Linked DNA regions of Mus musculus: region 1 is linked to region 2. Evidence: chromatin contacts called from public HiChIP or PLAC-seq data. All regions are on one chromosome and are shown on one strand. Each heading gives the region's core, a stretch centred on a gene start, on an enhancer-like site or on the middle of the called end of the contact. The rest is flanking DNA. Distances are from core to core; before and after follow the strand shown. Region 1 overlaps Slc24a1 (solute carrier family 24 (sodium/potassium/calcium exchanger), member 1). Region 2 overlaps Megf11 (multiple EGF-like-domains 11).

The links. HiChIP or PLAC-seq counts read pairs in DNA pulled down with a chosen protein or histone mark.
Region 1: an H3K4me3 HiChIP or PLAC-seq map of bone marrow-derived macrophages shows a contact between it and region 2, with 6 times the contacts expected there. The contact joins two enhancer-like sites. A contact is called at or near these places in 1 of 15 datasets of contacts at CTCF or cohesin (large pre-B cells) and 3 of 115 datasets of contacts at active chromatin or transcription factors (the NIH/3T3 cell line, bone marrow-derived macrophages and embryonic stem cells).

The regions. Positions count from the first base shown.
Region 1 is chr9:64,924,618-64,927,382 of GRCm38.p6, reverse strand. It overlaps Slc24a1 (solute carrier family 24 (sodium/potassium/calcium exchanger), member 1), which reads left to right. Exons shown (of 10, transcript NM_144813.2): 8 at 131-220; 9 at 1,048-1,214; 10 at 2,713-2,765. Among named protein-coding and RNA genes, the nearest start is that of Gm39361, 7.0 kb to the left of the region's middle. Within about 2 kb of position 1,407, at least 76 of the 459 cell types and tissues checked have an H3K27ac peak or open chromatin away from gene starts, as enhancers often do. A contact at or near this core is called in bone marrow-derived macrophages, where this site is marked.
Region 2 is chr9:64,446,012-64,449,002 of GRCm38.p6, reverse strand. All of the region lies in intron 1 of Megf11 (multiple EGF-like-domains 11), which reads right to left. Among named protein-coding and RNA genes, the nearest start is that of Megf11, 62 kb to the right of the region's middle. Within about 2 kb of position 1,677, at least 40 of the 459 cell types and tissues checked have an H3K27ac peak or open chromatin away from gene starts, as enhancers often do. A contact at or near this core is called in bone marrow-derived macrophages, where this site is marked.

The DNA.
Region 1 (2,765 bases), core at 158-2,657, 480 kb before region 2:
CACATTGCTTGTTATCTTCCTCAAGATCACTCATCCATTAGACCTCGTCACATTTTGGGGTTCCTTCAGAGAGGGGCCAAAGGCCAGTAGCCTCTGCAACTTATTTTTCTTCCCTTTGCAACCCCTACAGGAGTCCAGGAAGTTTTTTGTCATCACCTTCCTGGGATCCATCATCTGGATAGCCATGTTCTCATACCTCATGGTATGGTGGGCTCACCAGGTGAGTGGGCAGTAGAGCAGTCTTCCACTGCAGGTCCTAGTGTTGGCCATCTGAGATGCGTCTCCAGGATCCAGAACTATCAACATCCAGTGTGCCTGTGGTTCCCACGCTGTTTGTAAAGGCTTTTTAAAAGGAGGCTTTCATGCCATCAAATGCTTTCCAAGCATGGCTTTCCTGCCCTAACTGGTATTCAACTATATCAAGGCACAGGAGACCCTTCACATCTGGATTCACATCTGGATTCCAGTGGACCAGGCTGGCCTGATACTCAGGCTGGTGAAATCCCTTTCCTCGCTGAGTCAGCTCGCTGGCATCATGCCTGTCTTCCTCTGCCTGAGGACCACGAGATTTCGTGTTCTGCCCAGAACAGAACTTGGCACACAATCATAACTTCTGGCTTTTCTCTAGGCTAAGCATATGGATAGTACTGTCTGAACTTCTATTTGCAGCCTGGCTTAGCTGCCAGTGCACAGCAGAGCTCACATGTCCAGGAAAGAAATGTTGACAGAGCAGACTATTGTGGGGGAGGGGGCAGTTCTTTGGGCATGTGGAGTTGTTACAGTCGGAAGGACACACCTGGTATCATTAGACTTTTAGTGCCCACAGTGAAGAGCTGTGTGGTTCCCTGCAGCCTAGGGCAGGGGCCTGGCTCTTTATCTCTCAACCCATCCCCATTCCTCTCCTGTAGAGGGCATGTTCTGAGCCTTAGTGCTTTGATTATAAAGTAGTGTGTCACTGGTGCTGGGAACTCTGGTTTTCCACCTGGGGTTGTCATGGTTTCCACCTGGGGTTGCCATGGTTTCTCATGACTGTTGCTGTTTTACCAGGTTGGCGAAACCATTGGGATTTCTGAAGAGATTATGGGTTTGACAATCTTAGCAGCAGGCACTTCAATTCCTGACCTCATCACCAGTGTGATCGTTGCCCGGAAAGGCCTGGGAGACATGGCTGTGTCAAGCTCAGTGGGCAGTAACATATTTGACATCACAGTGGGGTGAGTGGTAGTGTTGCTTCCTAAGGCATATTCAGAATAACTAGAAACTGCATTCGCTTAGTTGGCTGGCTTTCTTCTTTACTCATTATAGATGCAACGAAAGGGCATTTGTAAGGTTAGTCCTTATGAGGCAATGAAGCATCCTCCCTCCATTCACCACAGCCTTAAATTAGCTGACAGGATGTGAGGTCCATTCATTCATTCTATTTCCCAATACAAGAGAGTGCTGCCTGTCAAGGGTAGAGCAGGGACTGGAAGGGTCACGTCACTCCTTTTCCTTTGTATGTGGGCTCCTGCTAGCTCAGAGGAACAAGAACTTTTATAGAAACAAGAACTAGTCCACCCTCCTGTTTAACCACTCCCCCCCTGCCCGTAGTCTTGCAGGCCGCCTGAGTACCTGGGCCAGTTTCATTACCTTGTCTTTTTTTTTTTTTTAAACAAAAACAAAAACAGAATGATCAAGGGTGGGATAAGGAGCCTGGTTTGGGATTAAACATTCCCTCCCCACTTCCTCTTCCTCCTTCTCCTTTTAAAAGGATTTATTTAGTTATTTTATGTATGTGAGTACACTGTAGCTGTACAGATGGTTGTGAGCCTTCATGTGGTTGTAGGAATTGAATTTTTAGGACCTCCGCTTGCTCCGGTGGGCCTCGCTTGCTCAGTCTCTACTTGCTCTGACCCAAAGATTTATTTATTATTATTATTATTTATTTATTTATTTATTATACATAAGAACACTGTAGTTGACTTCAGACACACCAGAAGAGGGCATCAGATCTCATTAATGATGGTTGTGAGCCACCATGTGGTTGGTGGGATTTGAACTCAGGACCTTCAGAAGAACAGTCAGTGTTCTTACCTGCTGAGCCATCTCCCCAGCCCTACCTGGTCATGTCTTATATTTGGTTATTTTGCTTGGAACGTGTGTGTGTGTGTGTGTGTGTGTGTGTGTGTGTGTGTAGGTATCAGAAAGATTTGATCACTAAAGAAAATTTATCCTGAGATAGGACTTAATCATAAAAACTGAGAAACTAGTTCCACATTGACTAGGGTTAGTCCTATGCATGTCGATAAGCATTTGTGGGTGGAGATGGGGGTGGGGATGGAAGTGGGGGTATCAGACTCAGGCCACCTTTTTCATTGATTTTTGGGGGACTCAGTCTTCCTGGCTCAGACTAGACTCCCACTGAGGATGCTCTGCCTCAGTGCCTAGTGCTATGCTAGCATGCCCAGCTCAGAGCCCTTGTCTTATCCCAGGCTCTCTGTGACAGGCTTTGAGCTCTCTGCCAAGAACTTGTGTCTCTCTAACCTGCGTTTCCTCATCAGTGATTTGAGATTAATGCTTTCTGTTTCATCCTGAGTGTGAAAACAAGAGCTCTGAAAACCTTAAGACACCAATCACCCTAATCAAGCACCCAGGGGCATTACTAATCACTCTAATCAAGCACCCAGGGGCATTACAAACATGGCCACCGTTCGTACTATTTTTCTTTTGCAGCTTGCCTGTTCCGTGGCTCCTCTTCTCCCTCATCAATGCGCTGCAGCCTGTTC
Region 2 (2,991 bases), core at 428-2,927:
ATAAATCCCATGTACTGTGCGTGTGCGTGTGCGTGTGTGTGCGTGTGTGTTATTAGAGTTTGAACCTAAGGCTTCCCACATGCTGGGCATACTACTTAGCAAAACACCAACCCCGCCCTCTTTGCTTGTCAGACAGGGTCTCGTCTAAGTTCTCCAGGCTGGCCTTGAACTAACTCACTCTGTAGCCCACAAAGGTCTTGAACTTGTGATCCTCCTGCCTCAGCCTCTCAAGTGCTAGGATTACAGGCCTTGACCATCACTCCTGGTTTCTGCAGTGCTGCGGATGGAACCCAGCACTTATGTGCATGTTGGGCAAGCACTCTACAGACTGAGCTACATCCCCACCTTCGGTCCATCTACATTTTAATCCCAGCTCTGGCTCCCATTAGCTGTGAACCCTGAGTTGAGTTGCTTAACCTCTCTGAGCCTGTTCCCTTGCCAAGCGGTTGCATTAATTACTAGCTAGTTCACGAGGTGCACGGGAGGACGAGATAAGATGAACTATAATGAAAGCAACAGAACATAGAAAGCAGTTAATAAATGTTTGGTTTTCTTCCCTTCCAATTCCAAATCCTAAAACATATTGCTTTGGGACCATTCCAACACAGAGGTTACAAAGAACTTTGCCGTGGGAAAATATACATTTCTCAAGAGCGATTGGAATCTAGAGACAGGGCTGCCCAAGCCTTTGTCCACAGCAGTCCTGGCTTCCTTTCTACTCTCCTTATCTCCATGACCAGTCAGCCCTCTAGGGCCAGGGTATCCCCTCACATACAGGATACACATAGGCAAGTCCATGCTCTCTCTCTCTCTCTCTCTCTCTCTCACACACACACACACACACACACACACACACACACACACACACACACACACACCATGGTTCAGCATCTGGACCCAGGCAAGATTTCTGGGAGCTCCGCATCTCTTCACCTGGGCTCCACATCCACAAAGTGAAGATCCCAGAGGCACCCTCATTGGCGCCTCCCTCACACCTGTGCTGAAAGAGCCAAGGGGCCTGAAGAAAAATGGATGCTCCCAGGTCCTTCCCTGGGAGCAGAGCTGGCCTGTCAGACACAGTTGCAGGCTCTACTCTTCCTTCCACCCCACAGCCCCGCAGGTCTTCGTGCACCCAGAGAGCAGGCATCCACCTCAGGCTTCTCCCAGCTCCAACAAGCCGCCGGTGGACACCCTTATGGGCAATCAGACAGGACTCACACATTTCCTTTAACTTCCTTCTGCAAGGAGGCTGCCTTTCACTTGTCTCCAGTCAGCAGATTTGCCCTACAGTCTGTGGCTATTGTGGGTGGAGCTGGCCCACAGCCATTCCGAGCAAATGGGTTATCCAGCAGGGGAAGGAAAACAGGAGCTTTAACTAAATAAGCAAAGGACCCGGGGAAGCCAGAGGGGGGGGAGGGGAGAGGGTGAATTGCACAAATGCAAATTAGAATTATTTAAAAATTAAAAGTTATTTTAATTATTTAACCTAATTGCTGCCCTGTTCTCCCAGGGAGAGCCCCACTTGCCTTCCGTGGGGTGCAGAGCATTAAACTGAGTCCTGGAGCAGTGCAGGCAAGAAACAAGAGCACCCGTGTTTCAAAATCCCTCTGTGTGCTGGGATGGGGAGGTGGCTGAGGGCAGAAGGATGGCCGATGTGGGTGGGGACTGGAGGCTGAGGGCAGGCACAATATGAACAGGGAGGTGCCCAGCAGCTATCCCCTAACATGAACAGCGCCCTGTGTGGTTGACAGCATCGGGACCCAGGTCCTACTGTGCAGAGCTGAAGCCCAGGAAGGCTGGGGCTGAAGCTGACAGAGTAAGCAGTAGCCCCATACCCAAAGCCCTTCCCCCTCCCCGCTCTACTGCACCAGTCTAAGGAAGAGGGGAGGGGTAGCAGGAACTGAGGCCTCCTATGCCAGGCGAACAGTGATTCCAATCCAGCTGCAGTTGCGGAGTGATCTTAGACAAAAGCCTCAAGTCTCTGAGCCCTGGTGTCCATGTGGAAAGGCGGGAACTGGCTCCTCCTCACAGGGCTGTCGAGAGGGTCAAAGGGCACATACATGGATAGCACCACCACTTAGTAGGTGCTTAACAGGGCTTTATCACTCCAAGGAGTCTGGAAGAAGGAGACGTCCCATGACTTGCCAGGCTAAGTAGTTTTTCACTTAGCTGCTCTCAAAGTCGCTGAAGCCCCACAGGTTCCTAGAAACATGAGTCTCCAGGGGTCTTAAGCTCTCTGGGAGACACTAGCCTATAGTCACAGGCCTCTGTCACATGTGTCGACTGAGGGTGTAACACAGTGATATGGACTCTAGCAGCAAGAAAGATTTAGGGTAGACGCTAAGCACAGCTTTTGTAAAGGGCTCTAAAAGACAAAGATGGTCTATAGGGACAGGAGAGAGCAAAACTGAGCCCTCTGTGACCCAGGAAGAGAATATAAGGGTCAGGGGATCCCAAGACCCTTGTCCAGCATGTTGGTAACCAGACGGACAGAAGTCTCTAGAAGGAAGTAAAGATCACAGTAGGGAGGAAGTGTTCTGAGTAACTCTGAGTTCGCTCCTTTCAGAATGTCTGACTGTCACTGATTCTGACCACCAAGTCCCCCAGGGGGGCATCCAGATGACCCCACAACTGAGCCCACTCTGAAGCCTAGGGCACCATTCTGGTGATCCTGTTCACCTACTCACCATTCACAGCACACCCGATAGATACCAGCACCATGCCAGGCCCTGGGCACTACCTACAGCTTTGGTCTCCTTTCTATTCATCCAGGGAAGAGTCTGATTTTCATGTGATTTGCATAAATTTGCATTTTCAATTGGGGAAAATAAAAAGACCTTCAACTCCAAGTAGCTGAGATAAAATAAATTGGCATTTTTTTTATTGTCCCTGCTGCAGCAATTGGATTCTACCCTAACACCAGGCTTTAGCTGTAGCCTCAGAGGGCCTGTCAGAGATGAGGCTGGGTTTCATAGACAAGGAACAACAGGT